3 separate regions of the Mus musculus genome follow, and regions 1 and 2 are each linked to region 3. A link is a contact called in public HiChIP or PLAC-seq and promoter capture Hi-C data. All regions are on one chromosome and are shown on one strand. The core of a region is the stretch at or near the end of the contact, and the rest is flanking DNA. Distances in the headings are between cores, read along the strand shown. Region 1 holds the start of Ralgapa1 (Ral GTPase activating protein, alpha subunit 1). Region 2 has its middle 4.8 kb from the start of Aldoart2. Region 3 holds the start of Cfl2 (cofilin 2, muscle).

Region 1 (2,700 bases), core at 85-2,584, 960 kb after region 3:
ACATCTGAGATCTAACCTCAGCTATCCTATTGTCATTCTATATGTCTAAGCCCTGGTCAACTTTCCTTTTTACCTCAAAATTTCTTCATTTAAAAAAAAAAAAAAATCCAAGTTGTCTATGACCAAGTATCCAAAAATCCTCGCTTAACACTTTATCCCAAATCTAGCTTGCTTCGGTCTTCAGAGACACTAAAGTTGATGAGACGGCAGAGAGTAAGAAATTTTTAATGAAAACTTAATTCTGTATCGTTCACGAGAACCTTCTTCTCTATAATTAGTTTTCTTCCTAAAGGACAGCAAATGAAGAACAGGGTGTATAGGGCGGGGTTCTTTCCCCAAGCTTCAGGAACCACCCACTTCCCAAAGAGGTGCAACTGCTTCCTCCAGGGCCCTCACCTGCCAAAAAAACTTGAAAGACTACGGGTTCCACTGGCCGAGCCAGCGCTTTGCTTTGCTTTGCTTTGCACTCGGGTGGGGATGGCAGTAGTCAGATGGCAAGCACACCCTCTAAACACCATTACCCACAACGCCAAGTGTCCCTGAAGTCTCATCAAGGACTTAAGTTTCTGGCCTGACTGTCATTTTTTTTTTTTTAAACAATCAGACCAGGAACTCCAACGTGGGTCTCTCCGTGCTGGTGCTGACTGATTTGTACCAACTGCCAAGCTGTCCCCTTCCCTCGCCGCCCGCCCGCGCGTGGGCAGAGGCGCCGCCGGCCCTCACTCCCGACCGCGCCAGGTCGCGAGGGCGAAGCCCGGAGCTCGCGGGGTGACAGGCCGGGGGCAGCAAGGCCGCCGCGGCGGCGCCCCGGGGTCGCGGCTCCCCTCACCGATGACGATGCGCAGGTGCTTGAGGCGGGTCAGCGCGTCCTTCTTGGTGTCCAGCACCTTCTGGGTGGACTTCTTCACGTCCCCGTGCGGCTTCTTAGAGAACATCCTGCGGCCGCCGCGGCCCCTCCCGGCCGGGTCCCGACGACCCAGCGCAGGCGGTGGGCGGGGAAGAGGCTAGCCGCGGCGGCTCATGCGTTCCCCCGCGTCCGCCGCTGCCGCGCGGGCCCCGCTGCCAGGCCCGCCTCTCGCCGCCGCCGCCGCACGGAACCTGCAGCCCCGGCTCCAATATGGCGGATCCGCCCCGCGCGCTGCAGCGACGAGGAGACGCGGAGCGGCCGCCGCCGCCCAGGCCGCGGCAGGAATCCCCACAGCCGCGGAGAGGGAGCGCTCCGCCGCGGCGCCACTCCTCTCTCCCTGAGGCCCCCTTAAGGTTGAAGCGTCTCTAGCAGCTTCAACCCCGCGGAGGCCAAAACCGAGTCGTGTGGTGATGGAGTTTCACGACTCTGCCGTCGGTGGCGAACGGTCCCCGTGGCAACCGCCTTCTGACGTCAAGTGCTCGTGACGTCATGTCAGCGTGAGCTCATTCCTGCCTCTATAGCCTCTTGGTTTCCTGTGTCTGTAGTAATGAAGAAGGGCAAGAAAGTTAAGGAAGGTGTTGTCTACTGTGTGCTCCTTGTAAACAGCGGTTCCTAGAGTTTTTGTTGAAAAAGTCGTTCATCTCCACTCTTTAAACCGCTCTGAGTAACTTAAACATCAGAACAGATGTGCAAGGCCAGCTTGATACTAGCTCTGAAGCCTTGGCTCTGACGTCATTTCACTTTCTAATTTGGATATTTCCTGTGTTTTGCAAACCGTTCACTTTCTAATTTGGATTCTTCCTGCGTCTTGCAAAATAATGATTAAAAATGTACTGTACTTTAGAGATGCGTGGGAGTGTTGCATCCTTTTCCTTTAAATTAACATGCACATGGCTAGAGCTGCAGTTCGCTCTAGCACCAGATCTCCAGCACCAAGAAAACAGACATAAATAAATAAAATATCTTGTACAAGTAAATGCATCCTACCATATATCAGAGAAAAAAAATTAAGAAATCTGGATGATTTTAAAGGAAGGCTGTCTTTAGATGTGAAATACTCACCTAAATCCAAAGAACGCTGTGTAAGATCCAAGTAAAACAATTAACTAAGTGTGGTAGTGCTCTGCTGTCATACTAGGATTTGGGAAGACATAATTCAAGGTCAATGGCAGCTACGTTAGACCATGTCTCAAAACAAAACAAAACAAAACAAAAAACTACAAAACACAAGTAGTAATCACAAACTCTGGCTTTTTGTCTTTGCCTGTCCCTAGTGCCCAGTCCCCTGCTGATCTATCTTCCGTCACTCTGAATTAATATTTGTTAGACAATTTTGTTTGTATTTTTCTTTAGAGACTTTAAATAATTTATTTTATTTGTTTGTTTATTCATTTGCTTTTTTCGTTTTGGTTTTCCAAGGCAGGGTTTTTCTGTGTAGCCCTGGCTGTGAACTCACTCTGTAGATCAAGGTGGCCTAGAACTCACAGAGATCCACATGCCTCTGCCTCCAGAGTTCTGAGATTAAAGTGTGTGCCACCACTGTCCAGCTTGTTTGTTTGTTTATTTTGGTGTTCTGCCTACATATATGTCTGTGAGATGGTATCAGATCCCCTGGAACTAGGGTTACAGACAGCTGCAAGTTGCCATGGAGGTGCTGGGAATTGAACCTAGGTCCTCTTAACTGCTGAGCTGATTGATTTTTATTTTGAATCTGTGAGTGTGTGTGAATGTGTGTGTGTGCGCGCGTGCGTGCATGCACACAAGCATCTACACAAACATGCCTTTTGAGGCTG
Region 2 (2,700 bases), core at 125-2,624, 700 kb after region 3:
TGGTTCAGTGGGTAAAGCCACTTACTGCCAGGACCGATAGCCTGTGTTCAGTCCCTGATAGTGGAAGGAAAAACCACAACTGTCAGGAATTGGTGTGTAATGTCATGCTTCATGCATACATGCACATACACACACATGCATATGCACACACACACATACACACACAGAGTCACACTAAGTGAACTACACTGTAATGAAAAAAAAAAAAAAAAGCCAGATGTGGCGGTATACACTGGGTAGGCAGAGGCAGTCAATCTCTGTGAATTGAAGACTACCCCAGGCCTGATAAATCGACATAGTGAGATCCTATTTAAAAAAAAAAAAAAAAAAAGTGGTGGTGGCGAGGGTGGGGGATGGGTTCGGGGTGATTATCAAGCATTTTAAAAACCCAAGAAGATGGCTTAGGAGTACCAGCTGCCCAGGACTGATGTCATGTCATGTTTGACCCCGGAACCTTTGTACAAGGAGAAGTCAGATGAGGAGCAGGTGTGCATCTGTGATCTCTGCACTGGCATGAGACAGGAAGTAAAGACAGGAGAACCACACAGGAGCTTGCTGGCTACCTCGCCCGGAGTACGGCTGCGCAGTCTGCCGCAACAAGGTGAGAGAGGGGAGCTGCATTCTGAAGGTTGCCTTCTGATCTCCACACAGGAGATTGCCCTTCCTTCCTTCACAGATCGCATCCAGAGCTTTAAGCAAGCAAATCTCAAATCACTGTTCCATCTTCTCCCTACACGGACACCCCCTTTTTAGTGTCCAGGGGAGCCATGCCAGTTGGGTTGTGGGTCACCAAGCATCATTCTTTCCCACAAAGACAGTCTGTGTATCCTTCCTTTTTCTCTTTTTAATGGCTAGGACAAAAAGAGAAATGGTGTCCACTCTTTCAGCAGAGATATATTCATAATTACACATTAAACATGAATTTATAGCAGGTGCCTTAGGACAACTTGTTAGACTGATGTCCTCGATGTTCGCTCTTAATGAGAGACACTGACATAATGCTGTCCTCGAGAATGAGGTGTCACCCTCCTGTATTTCTACTACCTTTGTATAAGCCTTAGATAAAGCCTATTGAAGAAGAATGGGCGCTGCCTCAGAATCCTCACCACCGGGGTTACCCTCCCTCCCTGTCAGGCTCACACACTCACTGAGGCGGAACTTCCTTGTTTCAGTTTCCTGTACTTTTTCTTGACACATATCCAGTGTACTTTAGGAATCTCTCACTCTCCATTGTTTGTTTTTAAAAATACGAGATTTGCATCAACTCTTTGAGAATCGCATACAGGTTCACAAGTCTTGATAACGTCTATTCAGCTCTTACACTAATTCCTCCCGAGCCCAGCCCCGCCCCTTCCACGTTCTCAGCTCTGGCTGGAGCAGGGGTCAAAGAGCAGAGGTGGGACTGTGACTGCAGGGCGTCTCGGCGCGTTATCTCCTTAAGAGCTGATCCCCAGGAAGGCGAACAGCCTGTCTCGAAATTTGCTTTGCAAGGAATATAATAAGGAAATCTAAAAAGGCTGGACAGAAGGTGTGCTTAATCTCTCGTAATGCTGGTTCACCCCAGTTTCAGACCAAGAGTGATGACACTTGGGAAAAAATTGGGAGCCTGCCTGCGGGCACCATTCACCCCTGATGGAAAGATTGCTACAGAAACCTGACCCTCGGAAGTTCCCAACGTCCGAGTAAGGATTTATTAAAGGAATTAATATCTTTGAAGGCTCAGAAAGCAATCCTGTTTTCCTACAAGATGGATGAAAGGTAGAGATTTCAAAACATTTGCTAGAAAACATCAATAGTCAATCCCGCTGATTTAATTTTTTCAATCCCCCGGGCATCAAAAGAAGTTGTGACTTGTCCACGTTTACCTTGGAAGCGAAGCAATATTGTAAATTAGAAATGACCACGGCTTTGCTGGCTGCATTTCATTTCTAATTAGTAGAAGTTTCAGGAAACTTTGAAACATTTTTTTTCCGCAGAAGTTAAAGAACTCGCCCCTTGTGGGTGCAGGAGTATCTGGCCACCTTCACTTACAAACGACGAAGGTTTGGATCTAGTTGTCTGTCCCAAGCTTTCCAAAACATGGGGTTCAGCCACCCCCATTTCTTGTCCAGTTTACTCTTGACTCAGCAGACATATCTTATTCTTTTGCTGGGAACTCACCAGACATTTACTTATTATCAAAGACTGATCCTAAAACTGAAAACAGTCTCTAACAAAGAAACACCTAGATTGCAAAGCAGTAAATTAGTGACTGAATTTGCTTCTGGTGGTGAGCCCATGGGAAGCAATGCTAGTAGGGCTGTCCGTGTTTTCCTCCGAGAATGAATCGGAAACAGAGGCCATGCCATACATTAGGCTGTGCGGGGCTGTGAGCTTGTCCCAGCTGCTCAGCACCATTTGAACTCAGGAGTGCAAGGCCAGCTCAGACAGCAAAATAAGGCTCCCAGTTAAAACAAACCAGATCATTAAAAACTCCAACAAGGAGAGGGGTCCAGGAAGGGGGACAGCATTTGAAATGTAAATAAATAATATAAGTAATTAAAAAGAAAAAAAACAACAAACAAAAAAATTTATTGACTACATTAAAAAAAAATTCAATGTCAGCCAGTTGGTGGGTGCACACGCTTTTAATCTCAGCACTTGGGATAATCTCAGCACTTGGGATGCAGAGGCCGGCAGACCTCTGAGGCTAACCTTGTC
Region 3 (2,727 bases), core at 185-2,684:
AGAAAAACAAAGGCAAAAACTGACTCTGATAATAATAATCCTTGCACTTTTAGAAGTACTTTTTTTCTTTTGTTTTTACACACCAGAATATAAATACTAGGTCTTCTTTCTTAGACTCTTTTGTTTCGTACGTGGCATCGTACAAAGCATATCGGCAATCATTCAGAGGCAACAACTTCACAAAAGATGTGTAGGGGTCCTCTACAGTGTCACCAATGTCACCCACCAAGATCTGCTTGGCTTCCTCTACAATTATTTGTCTTTTGTCATCGCTCAAACAGAAGAGAACTGCTTTCTTTCTTTTTTTGATCTCCTCCTGTGTAGAAGATTTTCTTACTTTCATATCATTAAAAACTTTGATGACTTCATCATTCACTGTAACTCCAGATGCCTGAAAACAAACAAAGGGTGGGAATTTAGAATAAGGATTTCGGTTTTAACCAAAATCATAGACTTCAGTCTGGCCAGAGTATTAAAAAACTGCACCAAACAACGTAAGCAGTCCTATTAGGTCTGTCAATTTTAAATATCAGAAGAAGATACGGGTAAAATGTCTAACTCATACTGCTCATTCATCCTTCTTAAAGGAGTACGGAGAGAACCGCTAACGGGAGGTGGGAAGGGACAAATACAGTTGAGCCATGCCTGAAATGTTTCCTATTTCACTGGGTGATGTCAGAGCTTCAGGAGCAGCAGCAAAAATACCTTCTGTATTGTGTCAACTCTGCAGGCCTTAAAAAAAAACACTCCAGGATTTCAGTTAACGCTTCTACTATTTTTTTTTTCTTTCTTTAAAGCCGTCTTAGCCACGGCTGCTTCCACATAAGGAAAGAGAATCAAGTGTAAACTCCAACCCGCTGCGGCTACAGCGATTACGCCCCACCGCCCATTGGCAGCCGCTTTGAAACTAACAGATCCCGTGAAAAGGCTCCCTACGGCGAGAAAAGCGTTTTAAAATAGGTTTCTACCTGTTCAATCTCCTCGGAACGGCGTTATGGCCGGCCTCCTAGACCCTCACCCAGAGGCTGCTGGCCACGTACCAACCTTACAGCGCGCGAGTTAAAAACCTTAAGCCGCGCAGGGCAGAGCAACACGCGGGGGCCCTGGCCCAAGGAGCGACCCTCTCGCGCCGGGCCTGCGCCGGGCCCTCCCGCCTCGGGACTCGGAGCGGCCGCAGGGCCTCGAGCCCTCGGCCCGCAGCGCCGAAGCGCCCACCGCACAGGCCCAGGCAGGGTTAAGATGGCGGCCGCGCGGGGATCCGCGCCGCGCCCAGCATTCCCCCGCCGGCGCGCCCACCTTACCATAGTGCCCGCGGCTGAAGTGGCTGCGGCGGCGGTGGCTCGGACTCCGGCTCGGTGGCACTGGGACGAGAAGAAGGAGGGGTCGGCGGCGGGCAGCAGAGAGTGCAGGGCACGCCGGGAGCTGCAGCCGGGCGGGCGGGCGGCGGGCTGGAGGGCCGCAGGGCGGGCGGGGCGGGGGCGGTCACGTGGTCAGGCCCCGCCCCCGCCGCTGTCCTCCGCCTGACCCCGGAGCTCCAGAACCGCTAGCAGAACCACGCGCAGCGGCGGCGGGAGCCCCGATGCTGACAGGGATGGTCGTAGCGACCAATCCGGGTTCAACGCTCGAGCGGTTCGCGGGCTCCTGGCGCTGCTCTGGGGGGTTGTGACGTGAGGAAACGGGGTGTGGTGGTCGGGTAGAGAGCTCTTTGCTTCATTCACTTGCGCTTTCCACGGAAAGGGTCCGGATTGTAACCTTTCGGGACCCCTTTGGAAAGCCCCGACTTTGAATGAATCGTTAAGATCTTATTCTTCTTTGTGTGTTTGAATTGAGACAGGATCTCGTTTGGAGTCTTTTGCGGGTCTCTTGATTCATGAAGTAACTGCAGATGACCTTGAACGGATCCCGCCTCCATCCTGCAGGTGTTGGGATTACAGGCAAGCACCACCTCCCTGGGTTTAGACCCCTCTTATTACTAAAAGGAGAACGAACACTATAAATATTACCTTAGTGATTGAAGTACTAAGCAAAGGCAGAATGAGAAGCAGGAATGTTGGCTTATACCTGGAATTCTGCAAGAAGAGGGTGAGGTCACAAAAAGTCTCTGGAGATACCTTGGACAGAATTATAATCCAAGTAAAACCAGAAACTGCTCAAGTTACGTTTCTTTTCCCCTGTAAATGGGATGTATTGAGATTACTAGAAAAATAAATGTTTATATGTGGAGAGAAAAGGGCCTGACACATTTGATTTGGTAATTGTGTTGAAATCGTGTGTGTGTGTGTGTGTGTGTGTGAGAGAGAGAGAGAGAGAGTGTGTGTGTGTGTGTGTGTGTGTGTGTGTGTGTGTGTGTGAATAGGTGTGCTGTGGGAGTCATTTCTCCTCTACCGTGTGGGCCCTGGGAATTAAACTTAAGTCATCGAGCTTGGTGGTACCCTATCCCCATGTCAGGCAGCACACAGGCAGTCGTCACCTGTGAGCTCAGCTCCATGGACCCTGACTCCCTCTCCTAACCTTCACAAACACCTGCACATGTGCACACACATAAAAAATAAATGTAAAAAATCCTTTTGTTTTTACTCAGTGTACATGTAGGTGTATCTGTGTGAAGGTCTGCTATGTGTGTGTGGGTGCCCTTAGTAGCCAGAAGATGTTTGATCACTGGAGCTAGAGTTGCAAGAGTGGCAGACCATTGTGAGCTGCCTGAGCTGCCTGTTGTGGGTGCTCCGG

What was found. HiChIP or PLAC-seq counts read pairs in DNA pulled down with a chosen protein or histone mark. Capture Hi-C pulls out chosen DNA fragments and counts their contacts.
Region 1: a promoter capture Hi-C map of liver shows a contact between it and region 3, with 2.1 times the contacts expected there. The contact joins the promoter of Ralgapa1 here to the promoter of Cfl2 in region 3. A contact is called at or near these places in 1 of 39 promoter capture datasets (pre-B cells) and 1 of 9 other capture datasets (liver).
Region 2: a contact with region 3 is called in an H3K27ac HiChIP or PLAC-seq map of large pre-B cells, with 5 times the contacts expected there. The contact joins the enhancer-like site here to the promoter of Cfl2 in region 3. A contact is called at or near these places in 3 of 39 promoter capture datasets (hippocampal neurons, liver and pre-B cells) and 2 of 115 datasets of contacts at active chromatin or transcription factors (embryonic stem cells and large pre-B cells).

What each region holds. Positions count from the first base shown.
Region 1 is chr12:55,819,833-55,822,532 of GRCm38.p6, forward strand. Ralgapa1 (Ral GTPase activating protein, alpha subunit 1) reads right to left here and starts at 1,335. Exons shown (of 42, transcript NM_001368814.1): 1 at 830-1,335. The coding sequence starts at 935.
Region 2 is chr12:55,559,102-55,561,801 of GRCm38.p6, forward strand. No RefSeq gene overlaps it. Among named protein-coding and RNA genes, the nearest start is that of Aldoart2, 4.8 kb to the right of the region's middle. Within about 2 kb of position 1,375, at least 83 of the 459 cell types and tissues checked have an H3K27ac peak or open chromatin away from gene starts, as enhancers often do.
Region 3 is chr12:54,861,443-54,864,169 of GRCm38.p6, forward strand. It overlaps Cfl2 (cofilin 2, muscle), which reads right to left and starts at 1,435. Exons shown (of 4, transcript NM_007688.2): 1 at 1,302-1,435; 2 at 84-391. The coding sequence starts at 1,304.